Regions from separate parts of the Mus musculus genome. Here region 2 is linked to region 1. Evidence: chromatin contacts called from public Hi-C data. All regions are on one chromosome and are shown on one strand. Each heading gives the region's core, a stretch centred on a gene start, on an enhancer-like site or on the middle of the called end of the contact. The rest is flanking DNA. Distances are from core to core; before and after follow the strand shown. Region 1 has its middle 57 kb from the start of 5430427M07Rik. Region 2 overlaps Cep128 (centrosomal protein 128).

Evidence for each region. A called contact is a pair of places that touch in the nucleus more often than the background predicts.
Region 2: a contact with region 1 is called in a Hi-C map of muscle stem cells, with 2.8 times the contacts expected there. The contact joins two enhancer-like sites. A contact is called at or near these places in 3 of 15 datasets of contacts at CTCF or cohesin (the NIH/3T3 cell line, large pre-B cells and pro-B cells), 20 of 484 Hi-C or Micro-C datasets (the C2C12 cell line, the G1E-ER4 cell line, the MC3T3-E1 cell line and 10 more), 2 of 115 datasets of contacts at active chromatin or transcription factors (the NIH/3T3 cell line and embryonic stem cells) and 1 of 9 other capture datasets (embryonic stem cells).

The regions. Positions count from the first base shown.
Region 1 is chr12:90,986,653-90,991,578 of GRCm38.p6, reverse strand. No RefSeq gene overlaps it. Among named protein-coding and RNA genes, the nearest start is that of 5430427M07Rik, 57 kb to the left of the region's middle. Within about 2 kb of position 3,603, at least 9 of the 459 cell types and tissues checked have an H3K27ac peak or open chromatin away from gene starts, as enhancers often do. A contact at or near this core is called in muscle stem cells, where this site is marked.
Region 2 is chr12:91,302,895-91,307,963 of GRCm38.p6, reverse strand. The region is part of intron 10 of Cep128 (centrosomal protein 128); the gene reads left to right. Among named protein-coding and RNA genes, the nearest start is that of Cep128, 79 kb to the left of the region's middle. Within about 2 kb of position 2,008, at least 52 of the 459 cell types and tissues checked have an H3K27ac peak or open chromatin away from gene starts, as enhancers often do. A contact at or near this core is called in muscle stem cells, where this site is marked.

The DNA.
Region 1 (4,926 bases), core at 2,354-4,853:
AATCCATGCTCGTCCCAACTCATCTCAATGCTGCAGTTTTACACATGCCTGGTCAAAACGAAACACTCCCACCTTTCCCTACCAGAATAATGACTTAACCTTTAACCAGCACCATCATGGAGGTTTATTTAAGTTTCCCACTACTTGGGTGAGGAGCTGGGCTATAAAACTTGTAATCAAAATAGAGACTGGGAAAGTCAGACCAAAGTGTATAGTGCACTTTACAATCATTCAGAAGCTATATACAAATCTGGATAATTAGAAACATGATTAGGGTATTAAATATCTTCTTACCTCATTCAGTAAATATTGTGTCCACTGTTAGAATCTTGAGAGAAACACAGAAAAACTCCCAGATGCACCTATGCACAATGGCACCTAACCACAGCTTACTCAGTGCAATATTCATGGGCGTGATGAATATGATGCTGTGTCTGTACGACCATGGGTGTTTCACTGGATAGCAATCTCTTTGAAATTAGTCACTCATTTCCACCGTCAGCAGTAGCTGGTGTACGCTACGTGTTCAAAACACTTGTTGTAGTGGAACTAACCACACCTATACTTTTCCACCTGTCCCAAATACAGTCAACAAAAGTGTTCATTAACTTGTCTGGAGAGCCAATTCGCAGCATCAGCACTCAACAGAACCAATGGACCAACTGCATTCATTCCATTGTTCTTAGGTTGGCCTAAGGTTTCAGCCATACCTTCAGTGCCATGAATGCTATGGAAACTATGCCAATCAGATAGTATCCCTACATCACTATTATTAACAACTGATTAATGTGCTGAACGTGAAATAACCTGATTGCTCCATAATGCTTGTCAGTAAATATATATAAGCATTATCCCATTTAATCTGTGCTTGCACAAGCATAGATCTTGGCCATTGTAAAGATGTGTGAGCACCAGTTGCTCTACAGCTGTTGACACTTTGAAGCTGAGCTCCCCCCACTGTGCAGTTAGTCTTTGCTGCATCCTACATCTGCATCTGGTGTGCATCTGATTGTGCTTTGGTTGTCTGTTTGTCCCACCAGTGTCTCTTCCTTCTCAGACACTGGGCTTGAGAAACTCAGCTCACTTGTATGCCAGTTCATTGTTATTTAGTAGTTTATCTTATGCAGGCTGTGTCTGCTATAAATGTCACTTGCATGGTGAACTTCTTTGTCTTTGCCTCTGGTACTTCCTCTGTTTCTGAATTGTTGCAAACATAGCTCTTTTTACCAAGTGATGATGGGCACATAGGTGACATTTAGCCCATAAGGCTTGGACTTCTCACATTCTGCATTTTGCAGCTATTTGGCTGTGTGTGCATTTGTAGTATTGAAGTATTGCTGAAAGAACATAGTTTAAATAATCCAGTGTGCCTCTCCTTCTCCTTCTTTTCCTTCTTTTCTGCTTTTCTGCTTTTTTTTTTTTGCTTTTCTCCTTTTCTCCTCCTCCTCCTTCTCCTTCTCCTTCTTTTGCTTCTCCTCCTCCTCCTCCTCTCCCTCCTCTTCTTCCTCCTTTCCCCTTCTTTCATTCTCTCTTGTTCATCATTCTAAGAAATAAATCCAGACTTCATGTCAGGCAGGTGCTTCATCACTGAATTATACCCCCACTTCTTCAATGTTTTTTTTTTCATTTATATTTTATAACTCACATTAACATTCCTTTGGCCATCCTGGTATAATTTGGTGGTGCATTATTTTTTTTAAGAAGGATGCCTTCTTGCAACTTGTTTCTTGTTGGCCTGACAAAAGACCGTGTCATGGCTTATAAGAACTTATATGCCTTTGGACTTCAGTGGTAAGAATGTAACAGGGAGTGTGTAGTGCATACCGTGGTTATGAAGGAGCAAGTCATTGGAATCAGAAACCTGTGTCTCTTCTGCTTCCATAGAAGGACATAATCCCAGCAAGCTGTGTTCTGAAGTCATCTAATGTACCACATACAGGACAGAGTATCAGTGATCTATCAGGCAGCCAGAAGCCCAACACTATAATCAAGGCTGTCACATGCAGAGAGGAGCAATCTGAAAGAAAGAGTCTCGTTAACTACTTTAAAAGAGCATAAAGTAGGACATCACTTTCTCTTTAAAAGGCTGCTTTCTCACTAGGACTGTATTTAACTTCTGTTCTCCCATGATAAGATGCAACTATATCAGAAATTTTGTTAAACTTTAAAAATGGAAGCTCCTAAATATAAACTCTACCAGCCTTTCTTCTAGAGAAATGACCGGATACCTTGTCTGTGCTGAGAATTTTTAGAATTGCTCTTGACAATCTTTTTGAACTTTGATATTAAAGTAAGAAATGGCGAATTCACTATGAACTGGAATCTACCTACATCTACATGAATCTCAACCTAGAATGTTCCCATGGGCCATCTTGCATGATGTAAGCGTCTTGTTAGGTCCTGACTTCTGGTTGTTTCCTGCCACTAATTGCCAATATGGCACAGGGCTTGCAAGGCTGCCTTACAGATGCTAGCTAGAAAGTCGAGTTTCATGGTCTTCTGGTCATTCTTCGTCTCTAATAGTCCGGGTTGGCTGTTGAGATATTCAGCAATGGCATTCATCACTTGTCTGAAAACAGACAGGGAATTGTTTGAATCTCTGCTACAAAGCTAAATCTGAGAAGCTAAACCACCTCTGAATTATAAATCTTGTTTTCAGTGCCCTAGTCAATATTGACCTTTTGGAAATCCACTTTATTGGCATAATCCACCTTCCTCCTGCTCTTTACATGGTGTAGTTTGCTTTGAAATTGTGTTGGATTAGAATTATATCTCTAAATTTAAAAGCCCTGTGACTTGGAACAATTTAATTAGCACTTCTGCATTTCATATTATTTGAACTCCATAATCATCCTGTGACTACCTTCAGAGTTATCTGACTTATGTACAGTGATACATAAAGCTCATGGACGTGGTGATTTTCCATAAACGTTTCTTAACTATCTGGGTCTGACAAACTTATCCCATGAACTAGATTCTGTCTCCACTTATACAGAATTCAGTGGCAAGCTGAACCCAAGTCTTGAATTACTATACTCATTCTTTCAGATTGCCTTGATATGTGGAATATTTACTGGGTGCCTGTTAATATATCAACTGTTACAAATGTGTCTTCAGATTGTTATTTGTGTGAGGAAAGGTAAGATACAAATGCCATGTTGCTGTTGTGTGCTCACTAGAACCCAATGGGATTGGCATGTGACCTTTTCATTTGAAGGTATATTTTACATGAGGAAACAGAGGGAGAGGGGTTTGGCAAGATCACATATTATAGACATAGCCCAAATGTAAATGCAGACTATGACCTCCAAGTCCATATTTGTACTCATTCAGATGCCTATGCAAACTCACTTGAAAAATATCTTGGACTGGACTATTTTGTTAAGGGAAGAGTGTTGTGTGCCTTGTGTGTGTGAGTTCTAGCTAAGGAAGGGAACAGGTAAAAAAGGGTCATCATAAGCAATCATTGACTGGGAATTCCTTCTCTTGTGGGAGTGAATTAAGCAGCATTTAGAGGACAACCCAAAGAGCTGCTGTCCACACCATGCCACTTGGATGACACAGAGGGGTGATGTCACCACTTTTCTTTCACACAAACAAGGGGCTGGCACCTGGATTAATAGCTGATGATTCAGACAAGGGAATGAGAGAGGTTATGGAGGAAGCCGAGGGGCCCTGGGAATGGGGAATTTTCTTTCACATGGCCTACGTCATATGTGAGTGGAGTGGGGTGGATTTCATTTTGCCACTAGATTCTTCCCTCCATAGCTAATATGCTCATGGGATATTAATATTAATCTAAGAAAAAAGGCCCTGGGTGAAGAGAAATTATTTTTCCCAGCAGGGGCAGAGCTTTCTTGAAATGACAATGAAGTTAAAGAGTTTTAAAAAGTGCTAGGAGAATATTAAGCACCTTGTTAGCCAAGAGCAGCCTGCGCTTCACTCTGGACGGTGAGATGGAGCCTGGTAACGCAGGCCAGTCAACAGCCTCCCTTTCTTAGGCTGACTTAAGGCTTTCTGTGGCATCTAGGCCTTTAGTTCTTGTCATTATGCTGGCCCAATTAAGATCCTCACAATGGGAACTTGTGACAGAGTCGATGCCAGTTACTGTGACTGGATGGGTGACACCCCAGGTGGCATACTTATCAACGTCACCACCTCATTATGAGTGAATCCTATGGCTTGTCTGCACCACACTCAAAGGATTCTCACAGCCAGGGAATAGAAATGAATGCTTTTCTCAAGTAAACCTGAGTTAATGGACAATGAACGGTCTAGCTTCCAAAGCCATTGTGTATAGTAATATTGTGCCAAAGTACCATGGGGGTACAAATGAAATATACATTTTCCAATGTTGAAAATGCAAAGACATATTTACTGGAATGTTATGTATTTTAAAATAAGAGTGGCTACAGTGTGTCTCTGTGCCTTGGAGTCTGTGATTATTAATTGTATAATATGGCTTACATCTATTGTTTTAACATAATGGGAAGACCAAGAATGTCCCTTTGAATTTTATGTCTGCGAAAGCAAACATTCAACATGAAATCATAAGATACAGTCACATACCCATATCTAGACTCTCCACACATGATTCATGGTACAATTTTCCCACGGCTGAAGATGGAAAGGTTAAGTGAACTTCCCTTTCAGTTACACTGGGGTAAATAAACACTGTGAAAAATATAAACAGCCCATGAATGCAGTCTTCCCTTTGGGCAACTGTAAGGCAGTAACATATAGTCAATTAAAAATAAGCTGATTTTTATACTGACTTTCCACATATTGGGAAATAAATAACAAAAAGCTGGCCCCTTCAGGTGTATTCACAGGGCAGAGCAGTAACTCTTCTAATGATAAAATAAATCTCCAGATGCTTTGAATATTTGGGACTTGAGGGGCTGCAGTTAATTGCATTTTGTGTTT
Region 2 (5,069 bases), core at 759-3,258, 320 kb before region 1:
TCATAGTCATGGTAGTGGAGTTTTGCTGACTCATCCCAGATCTCTGGCCTAGTCCATCTTCCCCATGGCCTTTGGCTAAGGTGTTAGAGGTAAAGATTATGGCTGTGAGGCAAAGCAAAGCAAATTGGCATTCATGGTGACTGAACCCATGACCTTCTTTGGCCTCATTGGATCCAGGTGCCTCAAACAGTAACAGACTCCAATAATATATTTTGACTGGAGTTGAGAAGTTTCCCGAAGTTTGCTTAGGGAAAGTAGGTCAGAATAAATTCTGATGTATCCTACCACAATATTCCTTGTAAAGTCTCTTGGATTCCCAGCATAGTAAGCACCAGATCATACAAGAAAAGGAGATAATCAGATGGCATGGAGAGGCCCATTCCCAAAGCAAATCTCTGGGCTTTATGTTAGAAAACCGTAGACAACTTTAAGGCTCCTTGCTAAGGATTAGAATTATCATTAGATAATGTTTTACTTTTGATAACTTGAACTTAACCACTTGTAGTAGAGTCTACAATGACCATTAAAAGCCAGCTCCGGGCATGGTGGTGCATGCCTTTAATCCCAGCACTTGGGAGGCAGAGGCAGGTGGATTTCTGAGTTTGAGGCCAGCCTGGTCTACAAAGTGAGTTCCAGGAAAGCCAGGGCTATACAGAGAAACCCTGTCTCGGAAAAAAAAAAAAAAAAAAAAGCCAGCTCCTTGTGACTACTTATGTGCTTGCCTCTCACGTGAGGGAAGCCTACAGGTTCAACTGTCAGCAGGTTTTCCCCACCTTTTGAGCCCAAGCATCACTAGATAGCTCAGTCTGGCTTTGAACTTACAGACATCCACCTGCCTCTGCCTCCCAAGTGCTGGGATTAAAGGAATGTACCCCTGGGACCAGCAACTGTCAGGCCTATGAACTTGTGTCCTTTACACTGATAGCTCCCAGATGAGCAGGTGTCATGTCGGCATGTGTATTGGATCTCCTTGAGATTTTCATCATGCAGTCTCACCACCTTACCAAAACCAAACAGGGAGTTTGTTTGTTTTAGTTGTAGCTTTTAATGCAGGCTTTTCTTTCCCTGGTCATGGCTATAAAATAAACTGCTTTTTAACAGTTTAAAAAATCCATTTAGCTAGTTTTGAGTCGAAAACTTGTTTGTTTAGAGATTTAGAATATAAGTGTATTGTTTTTCTGACTTGATAGAAACCATTTTTTTGAGCATTAGTTTTTGTTGGCACAGATAATCTCCAACTGGGTGGACTTAAAGGCTAAGATTTTCCATGACTTGAGCTCCTTCTCGTGGGGAGCAATCTCTGACTTGATTTAGGAAAAAACAGCCTTTGGAAATTCGTGGAACTCGACGAACTAAAAATCTCCATTAATTTAAGCAAATCACATTCATTCTGAGCAACAGCGTCCTTGGGTTTCACAGAAAACTTTCTTCCAGTGTGCGTTAGTCCATTTGTTTGAGGCTTTGGAGTTGTATTTAGGCTTCTACAGAGAATTTCAGAGCTAGCCACCCAACTGTGTTCTTTTTTTTTTTCCAACTGTGTTCTTAAAAGAAAATTCAGTTTCTATCATAATATTTCATAAATCCTGTCTCCTTAATACAATTTCTTTTCAACAGGGAGTAAACAAATGTCCTCAAAGATATTGTTGACATTTATAATATACATAAATACCAACTTCTAACTTCAACTTATGTATCATGTGATCTGATTGGTATTGTAATCTCATTGTAATCTGGAAATCTTAAGGTATTTATTCTCTGACTTTTACTTCATCTTTATGTGGGAAATTTAAACATAAAAGTAGAGAAAGAGCATCTGTGCTCTGTTTCTCAGTGATGTGTTTTTATCTGAAAATAAAATACTGAAAAAAAAAAGGCTGACCGGACCGTTCATCCCTGCGAGCATAATGATTCTGACTCATGTTTCAGATGAGTCCGGAGGTCTTTTTCTTCCTGTTTTAGTTTTGCGGGTTTCCAAGTGAATCATTTCCACGTTCTTCCCTGTGACCAGAGGTATGCATTGTAACACTGCTGAGCATGAATCAGGACACGTGATGCTCATGGCTTTGCTCTGGGAATACCAGTGGCCCTGCCCATGAGAAAGTTAGCATGCAATCTTTCACTAAGGGTTCTAGTGCCATCATTATAACCAAGTTTGCTGGTCCCTTTGCAGCAGACACAAGGAGCCTGTAATTTCTATTTGTTCCACATATTTGAATGTGTCATCTATTAGAGACGCTTGGTAAACACGTTTATTGTGAAAGATGCGGGAGTTTCCACACACATTTTCCTTTTGCCTTTTCCTCCACTCACTAAAGGAAAGGTTGCGTTCTTGGTAATCCACAACAGTAAGTGTTTACATTCATCTGCTTCTAAAGAACTGTAATAGTGTTCAATGTGTTTGTCCTTGTAGTGCAAATAGCCACACTCAAGGAAAAAAGAAAAATTGTTGTTTTTAAAGATTTAAATGTGCCTCAGGGGCCCTCTATTAAGACTCTGTGGTATCCCTGTGATCTTAAAACTGTAAAAGACAATGACAGTTCTGGAGCAGGGCACACCATAGCTTTATGGCTAAGCGGCTCTAAGAAAACTAAGCTTAAAAGGGCAAAACAACACAGTTGTAGACATTCACCAGCAAGTGATCCTTTCTTTTCTTTTATAGCTGCTTTTACGAGGTCAGTTTTAATGTAATTCTGAGTTGCCTGGTCTAGTCAAAGGGAGACAGAAACCAGTGCAGGGGTTAGCCCCTTCAGAGAGGAAGTAGACGAGTTAACCCTTAGAGTGAATGCTTAACACAATAGCTCGTCATTTTGACTTGCCCATTCGTAAAATGTTTCTTTTTCAGTGTTAATCTGTTTTCAGAAGTTGAAGGCTGTTCCAATCCAGACTGAATGGTATAGACTTTTGTGACTTTTATGCTGAACTACCTAATGAAGAAGAATTGCTTTAATATTCAAGGTTAGAATATTGCCCCTGGGCTGATGTGTCTGCTGCCTCATGCTGCTGTAAAAGCAGAGATGATGTCTGAATGGGATGGCATTTCTTGATGTAACACAAGTGGGTCCTTTGCTCTGATGACTCCTCAGTGCCTCGTATGTGCACTTCTTCCTGAAACAATAGAATTAAAGGATCCCATTGCCTAAAATTTCTCAGACTTACACATCCTTACACCACAAGGGATATTAAAAAGGAAAGTATCAAATAAAGTTTTAGGCAGTAAGTAGACTTCAGCAGAAAACTATTATTTTTGAAAAGCGTTATTGTAAAGAGGTGATCAAGTGCTGAAACTTGAAGTGGATAAGAAAGAAGGAGTATAAGATTGCTTTATGTTCTTGGATGTTTGAGAGATGTAGATAGCCAGGCAGTGGTGGCGCACACCTTTAATCCCAGCACTTGGGAGGCGGAGGCAGAGGCAGGCGGGTTTCTGAGTTCAAGACCAGCCTGGTCTACAAAGTGAGTTCCAGGACAGCCAGGGCTACACAGAGAAACCCTGTCTCGAACCCCCCCCCCCCCCCAAAAAAAAAAAAGGAAGAAAGAGAGAAATAGATGTGTTTTAAAAAAAAATTAAACCTATTTGCATGGGTATTTGAATTTAAAAGACAGTTTTAGTTTCATAACTTGATTTAAGTTAAATTCATTTAGTTTTATACCAATGAGAATAATAAGTACTTACATTGATTACAAGACGAGACAAATGGAGTAAATATTCATTTGTGTGAGAATGAACATGACTGTTTCACATATTACCTGTTAAATGACAGTCTTTCTTTACAAGGCAGAGGCATCGATGTGTTAGAGATGGGTTATGAGTTTAGATGCTCAGAACATATCACTGGGATGGAAACAGATTGCTCTAAACAAATCAGGTAGGATTTAGAAGGTTGCCTAGTGTCACAAGCTACAGACAGACCAACACATACTTGACAAGACATATTGGAAGAGATAGGTGATTGGAGTTCCCTAGGGACTTAGAAAACATCATGTTTGATGGAGACTTGCTGAGTGTATTATATTCACTTACATAGTTGGACATAATTCTAGATCACTCATTAATTATTTTGATATAGTATGCCTTCTGGGATTTGAATAAAGACATTCAGGATTTTATTACCTAGTGAGCATGACCTGTGAGTAAACTTACTAAGTCTCTAGATGCTGTTAGACTGCATGTTCTGATGGGGAGACTTTGGGGTTGGTAACAAAGACCTAAGTAACTGCTATAGTGATCTATGGATTTGGACTTGAGCTAAAATTCCTTGAGTGTTTGTGTAGCCTCAAAACATTCCCAAGTACAACGGTAATGATGCTTTTTACTCATTTAAACACATTATTAGATATTTTCTTCTCAGAGGTGGAAAATAAGGTGAAAGTGGGTGTAACTGGAGACTATCTTACAGAGGGGACTAAATTATTCTATCAAAGTGTGATGGACATCACCTTACTTTACTCTAGCATCTGAGGGTAATCTCACCATGAGTCATGTTGGCCCTACAATGTGATGCAGTAGAAGGTACTTTAATTATAGTGTCCATTCCTTTCTCCACCTCTTGCCAAATTCATACTTGACCAGTACACTGTAGAAACACTGATAAGTTAAATGACAAGGGAAACCCAGAAACTAACTGGTTATATGAGGCTATGGAAAAGGAGTCAGCTGAATGCAGTACAGTATATATCAATTGTTGGAACAAAAAGTACATTTAGTGGAAATAGAATCTTTAGCCTAATATGACGTGATTATTTCAATTTTGGTAAATGTAACATACTATGTTACATGTTAGTTTAAGAGAAAACTTTTTGAAGAATGTATAAAATCTCTGGGCTATCTTTGCAATTCTTCTGTAAAGTTAACAGTATTTTAAAGGAAAATATTTTAATTCAACTAAGGATCTGGCGAAATGATGGATGTCTTCAGTCCTAGCACTCTGGAGGCAGAGGCCGAAGGATTTCTGAGTTCGAGGCTAACCTGGTTTACATTGACATCGAGAATTCCAGGACAGCCAAGGCTCCATAGTGAAACCCCGTTTCAAACACAAAACAAAACAGAAAATTAAAACCAACAAATGAAATTT